Regions from separate parts of the Mus musculus genome. Here all the other regions are linked to region 3. Evidence: chromatin contacts called from public HiChIP or PLAC-seq and promoter capture Hi-C data. All regions are on one chromosome and are shown on one strand. Each heading gives the region's core, a stretch centred on a gene start, on an enhancer-like site or on the middle of the called end of the contact. The rest is flanking DNA. Distances are from core to core; before and after follow the strand shown. Region 1 overlaps Vcl (vinculin). Region 2 overlaps Vcl (vinculin). Region 3 overlaps Camk2g (calcium/calmodulin-dependent protein kinase II gamma).

Region 1 (3,815 bases), core at 628-3,127, 180 kb before region 3:
GGAAGCAGGAGCTGATTCAGAGGCCATGGAGGGATGTTCTTTACTGGCTTGCTTCCCCTGGCTTGCTCAGCCTGCTCTCTTATAGAACCAAGACTACCAGCCCAGAGATGGTCCCACCCACAGGGGGGCCTTTCCCCCCTGATCACTAATTAAGAAAATGCCTTACAGTTGGATCTCATGGAGGCATTTTCTCAACTGAAGCTCCTTTCTCTGTGATAACTCCAGCTGTGTCAAGTTGACACAAAACTAGCCAGTACACCGCCTTTTGATAGAAGCTGAAGTTCCAGACCAGGCTGGAACTTCCATTCAGTCTTCTGTATGCATCAAGTAAAATGTAACATTAAAATGTTGGTTTTGGAGATGCAACAGAGATGATGTTCAGTGACTTATAGCTTCTTCACTCAGGAGACATCTCAAATTAGGAAATAACATTTAGCACATATACAACAACACATCATTGCCCTCGGAAGTATTAAATCACTCTGCTAGTATGGGTCAGAATTTATTTTTATTTGTGTACATGTACATGTGATGTATAAGTATGTGTGTGTATATATGTGTGTATATAGGTATATATATGTATATATACTTATGTACACACACAATATATAAGAAGATATATGGGCTGGAGAGATGGCTCAGCAGTTAAGAGCACTGACTGCTCTTCCAAAAGTCCTGAGTTCAAATCCCAGAAACCACATGATGGCTCACAACCATCCATAATGAGATCTATGCCCTCTTATGGTGTGTTGGAAGACAGCTACAGTGTACTTAAATATAATAAATAATTTTTAAAAAGATATATATGTATATATGTATACACATGTATATGTACATATGTGTGTATATATACATATATATATTATATATATCTTCTTGCTCTGATGATGAGCAGGGGGAAAGAACAAAGGAAGGAAGGAAAGAGAGAACAAACAAACTAATTCAATAGTGCTGCAAATACAACAGCTGAATTAAAGTATCAACACCCCACTCACTCAATGAGGAGTACTAGACTCCTTCTAGAGCTCAAAGCCGGATGCCAGACGTCAGAAGGAAAGACAGATACACAGGAACACAAGGAGTTCTAACTTGTAAGATGGTTTAATAAGAACCAGAGCCAAGTCTTGCAGACACACCAAGCAGATGAATAACTTCATAGAGCAGTATGTATGCTGAGCTCATCCTAACAAGACAGGAAGTGTAATCCAGGCAGTGGGAGTACTAAAAGGTGGGGAAAACACTGGACTATCTTTTCTTTTTCTTTTTTTTTTTTTTTTTTGTAAGACAAGTATCTTTTTATACGGCCGGCCCTCCTTGTCCTGGAACTTGACCTAGACTAGGCTGGCCTCAAACTCATAGAGTTCTAAGTACTAATAAGTATTCTATAAAATATGACGGTGGAAAAGTTGGACTAAGACAGTATGACAAGGAGACTATATTTCTGACATGTACCTAAACTCTCTCCAAGCACTCCTAAAACACTGTTTCCTATGGTCTTGCTTTCCTAAGAGGACAGAGGGAACCCAGGATGAGAAGGTCCTTTCGACCCTAATCCTTTCACCTTTTACGTTTTAAATTAAATGACTGTTTGATGTATTCATAAATCAGCTTTTCTTTTCTTTCTTTATGACTAGTGTATATGGCAAAAAAGTTCCTTCCCTAGCAGACCTGATCTGCCTTAGTAGTCTCATTGTTAACCCTTCCCTACTCCTAACTATACATTTACACTCTTCTCTATGTTCTCTTGCAATAGATTTCCCCATTTTCTCAGGCTAATTCCCTCATATTTCAAAAATAGCCTCCATAAAGTTAAACAAACTTCCCTTCTTGTCTTCCCACCACATTCCCCAAAACAGCCTTTGGCCTACTTTTGATTGCATGTGTACTCTCTAGCCTCTGAGACCAGTTCACAGTCCCAGCCCGAGTCCACCAGAACTTTATACCCATCAGGAACAGAGTCCAAATTTCTTAAGGCACTAAAACTATGATGAAACAGCAGCATTACTTTTTAATATCCATAGACATATGCAACCCAAAATCTATCAAGAGATGAGCAATGAAGCTAAATATGGTAGCCCAATCAGATAGTTCCGTGGGGTAAAGGTGCATGCCACCAAGCTTGATGGCCTGAGAATCACATGGTAGAGAGAGATTTGACATTACAAAAATGTCCTCTGATCTCCACATGCATGAAGGCATACATGCTTGTGTGCACACACACCCACACAATGTAGTTTAAATTATTTAAATATAAGTATTATATATTAACAACAAAATATAATTCAGTCTTCAAAATGAAAAAATTCTAACACTTGCCAAAAAGAGCCCTGAAGACAACAGTCACTAAAGCATAAACATTGTGGGGCTCAGGATGCAGTCCTGTAGGTAGAATGCTTGCCTAGGATGCATATAAAGCTTTGGATTCAATCTACAGCACTGCAAAAATTAAAAAGACGATACTGCATAATTCCAAAGGTAGCAAAAGTCAAATTCACTAAGACAAAAAATAATGGTATATGCCAATAGCTAGGAAAAAGATATGTGGTTTCTCAACAATATAATGTATATTATATACATTATAACATACAATATAAATATTATAACATACAATATAAATGTATGATATAATATACATTTATATTAATATAATTAATATAATATATATAATGTAACATATGATATAAATATTATAACATACAATATAAATGTATAATATAATATACATTTATATTAATATAATTAATATAATATATAATGTAACATATGATATAAATATTATAACATACAATATAAATGTATGTTATACCACAAAACTGTATATGTAAAAATTGTAAAATATTTAGCACATTTTACCACAACTGAATAAAAAAATTAAGAACCAAATACAGGGCTGAGATGATGACTCAGAAAGCTCACTCAGCAAAGGAGTTGCCACAGAAGCATGAAAACCTGAGTTAGGATCTCAGGACCCACATTTTTTAAAAAAAGCTGGGTATGGCAGCCCACACCTGTAACCCCAGAGTTGGGGAAGTGCATACCAGAGGATCTCTGGAAGTTGCTGGCCAGCCATTTTAACTGAATCCAAAAGTTCCATATCCAAGGAAAGATCATGTCTCCAAAAATAAAGTGGAGGATGGTTGAAGAAATCATATGAACCATTGGCTATCATAAGAACACACACACAGAGAGAGGGGGGGAGGGAGGGAGAGAGAGGGAGAGAGAGAAAGAGAGAGAGAGAGAGAGAGAGAGAGAGAGAGAGAGAGAGAGAGAGAGAGAGAGAGAGGCAGGCCGTGGAGAGAACCAAAGACTTCTACACTCTCAAGATAAAATATAATTCTGACATTGCAGATTTTACAAATATAGTAGTAAACCCTAGAGGTCTCCGTACTTCGAAATGCTTCTGATTAAAACAATGTTATCAGTATTGGTATTTAAAGTATGATTAAGGAATAAGAGTCAAAAATGAAGCATTTAATTACTCTTGCAAAGGTCCTAGGTTTGGCTCCCAGAACTCACATGGCAGCTCACCATGGGGATTCCACACCCTCTTCAGGCCTTCACAGGCACCAGACACACAGGTGGTACACCATCATATGGCAAAACACTCATATACATAAAATAATATAAATATTTTTAAAAGACTTTGAAGTTACTGCTATGACTTTTAAGTCTAGAAAAACCATAAAAGAGACTAGAAATAATGTATATAACTTCCAAACAGGCAGTTGCTGTCTCCTGAGTCACATTTGAAGTCTGTTACTCTTTCAATTGATAGGGCCTTTGAAGAAGATTGTCCCTTTTTAAATAAGAACTAT
Region 2 (3,944 bases), core at 4-2,503, 210 kb before region 3:
ATGTACATTCATGTAGTGGACTACTGGTTACCATAATACAATAAAGGAAAAAACTGTGTGATTGTCTCAATGGATACTGAAAAAAAACATTAAACAAATACAAGCTATTTGTGTGTGTGTGTGTGTGTGTGTGTGTGTGTGTGTGTGTGTATAATTCAGCTGAAGATAACTGTCTAAAACCTTAAGACCCTGGGTCTGATCTCCAGCACAACAAGTAAGTCTTACCATGAGCAGAAATATAAATAAATATAAATATAAATAAAATCTTACCATGAGCAGAAATATAGACTGGAGGAAAGAAACGACTATCATAATGTTTTTAAAGTAGCTGAGTTTATTTAAGAAAGTAATTTTAAAAAAAAAGAGAGAGAGAGTCTGTGGCAGGAGTGGACCATCAGCAAACCTCCTCCCCTCTAGATAGTTTTACCTCTATTATCATTCATGGATGCCTTGAAGAAACTAGCCTACTATCAGCCAGCATTCTCACAAAGGAGAGGGAGAGTGTGACTTAGCACAGGCCTTGCAGTCAGACAGTCTTGGGTTAGGATCTTCTGCCATCCCTGGGCTCAGTTACTTTCAACAAGTTACTGAGCTTCTGAGCCTCTGCTGCCTCGTGAACAAAATGAAGTGGATTAAATAACAAGCAGTCCACACATGGAATTTAAGAAATAGAGCTGTTTCATGGGTTCCTTGGCTCTACTCTGGGAAGAACAATAAAAATCTGAAACAATTTAAGGAAAAGCAACATATAATCTTTACACTTTAATAATGCATTTATTCATTTGAGATTTGAACTATATTGGAAAAGTCAGGGTAATAAAGGAATAGTGTTTCTATCTGCCTTTCGTCCTGTTTAACTTATTCGTATGTGTGTGCATGTGTGTGTGCGAGAGTGAGTAAGCGCATGTGTAAGTGTATGTTTGTATGGGGGGATGAGAGAGAGAGAGAGAGAGAGTGTGTGTGTGTGTGTGTGTGTGTGTGTGTGTGTGTGTGTATTCATGTGCACATAGTAAAGTCTTAACTCATTGAGTGTCTTCCTCAATCAAATTCAACTAGACTGGCTACCCAGTGGGTAAACCACCAGGACTCTCCAGACTCCACCCTACCCCCTGGCCCCCAATGTTGGGGTTACAGGTACATATCACTGGGTATAGTGATATACCCAACCTTTTCTGCAGGTGCTAGGGATCCAAACTCACACCCTCATGCTTACACAGCAGGTACTTTCTGCAGTGAGTCATCTTCCCAGGCCTGTTTGTCCAGGAAAAACCTGTGGCAGTCAACAGTCTCTATATACCTATGGGATGAGTCACTTAGTCAATAGTATGTGTGATCCCTGAATCTGTAAAAGCTTAGTACTTTCATTCTTTACAGTTGGCACATTTTAAGACAAAGGAGCCAAGGGGATGGCTTAGTGTAGTACAGGACTTGCTGTGCAAGTCTGGCAGCCTGAGTTAATATCCTTGGAACCCACAAGAGCTAGATGAGGTGCAGCTTACATCTATCAGAAGAATCACCAAAGCTCACAAGAACAGCAACAGGACAGAAACAAAAGGTAACCCAGCCTCAATAGCAGAGAAAACCAAGTCCTGGAAGTTATCCTCCGACCTCACAGCCACATTAGGGCAAGCACATGCCTGCACCCTCACATAGACCATAAACCACATACATAGAAACATAACAAATAAACAAGAATTATTAAGACAGTGAAATATATCACAGATTACATCTGTACTTTTCTCCTTTTTGAAACACTTAGGAAAAGAATAAACTGTTATCTTCTAAAAATAGTACACAACTTTAATCCCTCATCTCAGGAGCCAGAGACAGGTGAATTTAAATTTAAAGAAGTCAGCTTGGTCTACATAGTGAAACTGTCTCTCAAAGCAAAACAAGTCATTACTGTCCGAGAGTCACACTTCTTTCTGGAGAACCTGACTATAAAATGAACATACCTTCAGAAACCATGAAATCTGCAATAAGAAAGTAACAGGGTGATCTTGGGTGAGTTGGTTTGTCAAGGATTGGTCTTTTTATCTATATAATGAGTTTATTACTGATGGTGTACACCTGCAATCTTGGGATCAGGATTTTAGGCCAGCTTTGGCTATATATGCAGCTCAAAGTTAACTTAGGCCGCATGAGACTCTGCCTCAAATGTGAGAGCTTATTTTAAATGAGCAGAATCTTTACATTGGCATTCTCAGAATTACATGGTGTCTTAGTCAGGGTTTTATTGCTGCGACAAAAACCATGACCAGTAGTAAGTTTTGGAGGAAAGGATTTATTTGGCTCACAAGTCCACATTGTTTCTCATTACTGAAGGAAATCAGGACAGGAACAGGCAAGAGTTGATGAAGAAGACATGGAGGGGTGCCTCCTTTTTGGCTTGCTCTCATGACTTGCTCAGCCTGCTTTCTTATAGAACCCAGTATCACCAGACCAGGGAGGTACTACCCACAATAGACTAGAACCTCCCCCATCAATTACTAACTAAGAAAATGCCTTACAGCCAGATCTTATGGAGGCACTTTCTCAGTTAATGTCCCTCCTTTTAGGTAACTAGTTTTTGTGTCAAGTTGACATAAGACTAGCCAGCAAACATGGTAATATTATGTATATACATGCTAGTAATGTATATGTGATCTCCCTGGGCCCTCTGAGCTCTTTTCAACCTTGTGATTACTCTGTAGACAATGGAACACAAGTGACACAAGCCTAATGTTTTATTTGCTCATTTCTAATTGAAGGGTACATAAAGTAAACAAGATTTAATCCATCAACCTATTTAGACCTTGTCTGCAAATTAATAAACTGAGTCTGCTTATTACTGAGAAGATTCAAGTTATTTTTAATTAGATATTTTCTTTATACACATTTCAAATGCTATCCTGAAAGTTCCCTATACCCTCCCCCCCGCCCTGCTCCCCTACCCACCCACTCACACTTCTTGGCCCTGGCATCCCCCTGTACTGGGGCATATAAAGTTTGCAATACCAAGGAGCCTCTCTTCCCAGTGATGGCTGACAAGGCCATCTTCTGCTATATATGCAGCTAGAGACACGAGCTCTGAGGGTACTGGTTAGTTCATATGGTTGTTCCACCTATATGGCTGCAGACCCCTTCAGCTCCTTGGGTGCTTTCTCTAGCTTCTCCATTGGGAACCCTGTGTTCCATCTTATAGATGACTGTGAGCATCCACTTCTGTATTTGCCAGGCACTTGCATAGCCTCATACAAGACAGCTATAACAGGGTCCCTTCAGCAAAATCTTGCTGGCATATGCAATAGTGTCTGGGTTTGGTGGCTGATTATTGGATAGATCCCTGGGTGGGGTCAAGTTATTTTTAAGGAAGTAAATCCAAAATGGCAGTATGCAGCCATGTTTGGTACAGCAAGTCCAAAGGGGAGCTATTTAAAATCAAGAGTGCTTGCTCTGTGTCAAAAATGCAGTCAGGCAGCATTATCTCATGAAATTTGGCCATTCAGTTGAAGAGACAAAAGTCTTCTTAAAATAGCAATGGAAAGGATCACAAAAATCTCAAGTTAAAAACCAGACAAAACAACAACAATGAAAGAATAAAACAAACCACCCTAAAACATCAGAAGCATACATTAGCCCCAGGCAAACAAATGGCATTGAATGATATGATTTTTCAAAAAATTCTAAAAATCAAAAATCCTATGCACTTTAACCAACCAGTGGGTTTAAAAATACAAATCCCAAGACAATTGTTTGCGTGCTTAAGATCAAAAGAAAACAAAAGCTATTTATAAGTACTAATAATATAAAACAAAACACTATTTACCTTAGGCCAAAAAAGACCTAAATTAGATCTAGTTATGTTTTAATACCTTTAAAATGTATTTGTTATACATAAATATAAACTGTGTTAAAATTGTACAGGTATGTGCCAAAATGATGCTGAACTAAGAGTGTTCAAT
Region 3 (3,675 bases), core at 1,091-3,590:
TCATAAACAGGACCAACATGTGGTTCTGAGCTAGGTTGGCTTTTTTCTGTACAAAAGCATCAGAAACGCTATGTAGACATCCTATTTAAGGGCCCTCTTAAACATAATCTTTCTGGAAGGAATCTATGGGCTTCTCTTACCTCCCTACTAGTTGAGAAACTTTAGAGCAGTTAATATCTTAGGTAGTACAAGAAAGAAAACACTGTTAAGAGTCACACAGTAAATGTTTGAACAAGTGAAGGCTGTGCCCACCAGCTGTCTTCCCAAGATACGGCATAAGCCCCTCCTCTATGAAAAAGTGCGCTGGGCGGTGGTGGTGCACACCTTTAATCTCAGCACTCGGGAGGCAGAGGCAGGTGGATTTCTGCGTTCGAGGCCAGCCTGGTCTACAGAGTGAGTTCCAAGACAGCCAGGCCTACACAGAGAAACCCTGTCTCGAAAAAAAAAACCAAAAAACAAAACAAAACAAAAAATGTCTGCTTCTGAGGAAAGAGGAGGAAAGGGTTAGAGGTTCTCGCCTTCCTTAGGAATATTCAGCATCTTTCCATTCCTAGAAAACAAATTCCAGTCCTTGCCTTAAGGCTTTGTCACCCTAGAAAGCCCACATAACTTTACCTCATTTTCCATCCCTGTGGAGAGTCTTGATGAGGAGGGAAGAGAGCTCTTAGCTGAGTGTCACACATCTATAATCCCAGTGGTCCTGAAGCTGAGGCAGGAGGATCATGAATTCAAGGCCAGCCTGGGTCACAAAAGGTTACAGGCCAGCTTATGCTACATAGCAGGAAGACTTCAAAACAGGAAAAGGAAAGGAAGGAAGGGAGGAAGGAAGGAAGAAAAAGGAACCTTTATATACTGTTGGTATTGTAATTAGTATAGCCATTTTTGGAAAACAGTATGGATGTTTCTCAGAAAAACTAAAAATAGAAGTACCATATGATCCAGCAATCCCACTACTGGGTAAATACCCAATGAAATTAAAATCAGGATGTTAAATGTCTGTACACCCACGTTCATTGCAGCATTATTCACAATAACCAAGATATGGAAACAACCTGAATGTCCATTAGCAGATGAATGGATTAAAAAAAGAGTAGTGTATACTACTGAGCCTTAAAAAGGCCGGGAAATTCTATCACTTATGACAGGATAGGTGAGCCTGGATGACGTTATGTTCAGTGAGACAAGCCAGGCACAGGAAGACAAATACCACATGATCTTACTTACATGTGGAATCTAAAAAGGATGCCCTCGTGAGGGAAAGAGGAATAGTGGTTAGCAGAAGCCAGAGTAGGTGGGTGTAGGTGAGGAAAGAGAGGTGGTGGTCAGATAGGGGGATGGATTCCTGCATTGTAGTTAAGCACAGCAGGTGATTCGAGTTAGTAATGTTGGTGGTTTGGTTTGGTTTGGTTTGGTTTGGTTTGGTTTGGTTTAGCTTTTTCAAGACCAGGTTTCTTTATGTAGCCCTGGCTGTTCTGGAACTCACTCTGTAAACCAGGCTGGCCTCGAACTCAGAAATCCGCCTGCCTTTGTCTCCTGAGTGCTGGGATTAAAGGTGTGCGCCACCTACACCTGGCAAGGTTTTAAAACGTACAAAAAAAAAAAAGGATTTTTAATGTTCTCACTAGAAAGAATAAGCATTTGAGGTGAGGTATATGGTGATGTGCTTGTAGCAGAATCTCCCATTGTCCCTCAGAAGTCAGTAGTTATTTTTCAATTAAAAAATAAAAGCAAAATAGGTTGAGCTAGATAACATTTAAAGCCCAGGGTTCTAGCTTGTATTTCGGTGAGTGTAGTCCGCACAGGCAGTCGTCGGTGAGGTGGTTTAGCCCTGCACTGACATCGCTTGTGCTGTCCTTTCAGCCACTGTATACATCAGATCCTGGAGAGTGTTAACCACATCCACCAGCATGACATCGTCCACCGGGATCTGAAGGTACTCAACCGGGCTGACTACTTGTGACTCGTTGGCGCCCCCTGGTGCTAGATAGTGGCGCTGTGAGCCCAAAGTAGGCTCCCTTTGGGCTCCAGGGTGGATGCCTCCCTCATAAGGTTCTCTTTGTTCCTTCTGCAGCCTGAGAACTTGCTGCTGGCGAGTAAATGCAAGGGTGCTGCGGTCAAGCTAGCTGATTTTGGCCTGGCCATCGAAGTACAGGGAGAGCAGCAGGCTTGGTTTGGTAAGGGTGACCCTGTCTTCCGAGAATGCAGCCTCCACCCTTCCTCCTTTTCCTGGTCTGCCTTCCTCTTTCAGAACTAGAAGTCAGGCCTTTAATGGTCCTGGCCTTTTCAGAAAGTGGAGGAGGGTGCCCCCCCAGGTCCCTCCTCGCCCTCATGACTCATTACAGTGGGTCTGGCTGCTGTCAGCACTGCATTCTTATTGCCTCTGGGGAGGTGTTTGAGTTCCTGGTAGGCACAAGTACTTGCCCTCTGATTTAGATTCCAGGCACTGCACGTAGCCCAGCCTGTCATCTTTTGCGGCCTCGGTACTGAGTCAAAGCTTATATAGTAAAAGCAACCAGCATTAGGAGGGCTTTGGAGGGAATTACAGATGTGGCCTTACTGGGAGAGAAAGCGGGTTCAGTTTGGCTCTGCCCTCTCTTCTGCTACAGGTTTTGCCGGCACCCCAGGTTACTTGTCCCCTGAGGTCTTGAGGAAAGATCCCTATGGAAAACCTGTGGACATCTGGGCCTGCGGTAAGCCCATTCCATACCCTCGGCTCTTTGGTGTTCTGGGCCCTTGGCTTCCTGTGATGACAAGAAAAAGAGGCATTACACCCATCCCTTCTGGGTTCCACGGTGCCTGCTGTATGTGAAATCATGGTGTTGTTTGTTCTCCTTCCCTTGGGAGAGCTGTTCCTGTCATGCTTACTTCCCAAGTGACTTCCTGTATTATATTGTATCCTTCTTGGAGAAGGGCTCGTCCACACCTTAGAGGATAGACTAAAGAAGTCTCTGACATGGCTTGGTGCCGTAAGGAGTGAGGCACAACAGGAGGGATGGCATTATCTACTGGCGTCCACCTTTAACTCTGGCCCAGCCTTGCCCTTCTGGGTGGTTCTGAGCCCTGCATGGCCTTTCTTGGTTCCTCAGGGGTAGGTGAGTGACCCCAGTGACCTGTGTGTTCTGTCTCGCAGGGGTCATCCTGTATATCCTCCTGGTGGGCTACCCTCCCTTCTGGGATGAGGATCAGCACAAGCTGTATCAGCAGATCAAAGCTGGAGCCTACGATGTAAGGATGGGGTTCTGAGAGCTGAGCAGTCACTCCTGGAAGGACAGAGTCCCTGCCCCTAAGGGTCTGTCCAAGGGAGTAGTGATATTGTCACTTGATAACAGGGCATCAGGGGACTTTGAGGACCCAAGGATGGGCATACAGGACTCAATTCTTGCCACCTTATATACAGGGAACAGGTTTTGTTTTTTTTTTTTAAATGCTCCTGTTAGCTATAAAATTAAGGAACTCAATGAAGCTCTTTGGTCTGTTTCCACAAAGAATGGGGAAACTACGTGGCATGTTATATTACAGAGGGAGAATTTTAGAGGCTTCTCCACTGTTTTGGAACCTTGGGCACATTGCAAAACCTGTTTTCTCCTTAGTAAAAAGAGAAAGGTGAAGCAGAAAATGTCAGTTCCCTTCCTTCACCGACATGATACATGGACACCCTTACACTTATCATTCTGT

Evidence for each region. HiChIP or PLAC-seq counts read pairs in DNA pulled down with a chosen protein or histone mark. Capture Hi-C pulls out chosen DNA fragments and counts their contacts.
Region 1: a contact with region 3 is called in a promoter capture Hi-C map of adipose tissue. The contact joins two enhancer-like sites. A contact is called at or near these places in 1 of 39 promoter capture datasets (neutrophils), 2 of 115 datasets of contacts at active chromatin or transcription factors (embryonic forebrain and embryonic hindbrain) and 2 of 9 other capture datasets (adipose tissue and liver).
Region 2: a contact with region 3 is called in a FOXA1 HiChIP or PLAC-seq map of pancreatic cancer cells. The contact joins two enhancer-like sites. A contact is called at or near these places in 1 of 484 Hi-C or Micro-C datasets (nephron progenitors), 1 of 115 datasets of contacts at active chromatin or transcription factors (pancreatic cancer cells) and 3 of 9 other capture datasets (adipose tissue, embryonic stem cells and liver).

The regions. Positions count from the first base shown.
Region 1 is chr14:20,943,628-20,947,442 of GRCm38.p6, reverse strand. The region is part of intron 1 of Vcl (vinculin); the gene reads right to left. Among named protein-coding and RNA genes, the nearest start is that of Vcl, 16 kb to the right of the region's middle. Within about 2 kb of position 1,877, at least 7 of the 459 cell types and tissues checked have an H3K27ac peak or open chromatin away from gene starts, as enhancers often do. A contact at or near this core is called in adipose tissue, where this site is marked.
Region 2 is chr14:20,971,355-20,975,298 of GRCm38.p6, reverse strand. All of the region lies in intron 2 of Vcl (vinculin), which reads right to left. Among named protein-coding and RNA genes, the nearest start is that of Vcl, 44 kb to the right of the region's middle. Within about 2 kb of position 1,253, at least 58 of the 459 cell types and tissues checked have an H3K27ac peak or open chromatin away from gene starts, as enhancers often do. A contact at or near this core is called in pancreatic cancer cells, where this site is marked.
Region 3 is chr14:20,764,411-20,768,085 of GRCm38.p6, reverse strand. Camk2g (calcium/calmodulin-dependent protein kinase II gamma) reads left to right here. Exons shown (of 21, transcript NM_001360186.1): 6 at 1,861-1,933; 7 at 2,072-2,174; 8 at 2,607-2,690; 9 at 3,131-3,225. Among named protein-coding and RNA genes, the nearest start is that of Camk2g, 28 kb to the left of the region's middle. Within about 2 kb of position 2,340, at least 132 of the 459 cell types and tissues checked have an H3K27ac peak or open chromatin away from gene starts, as enhancers often do. A contact at or near this core is called in adipose tissue and pancreatic cancer cells, where this site is marked.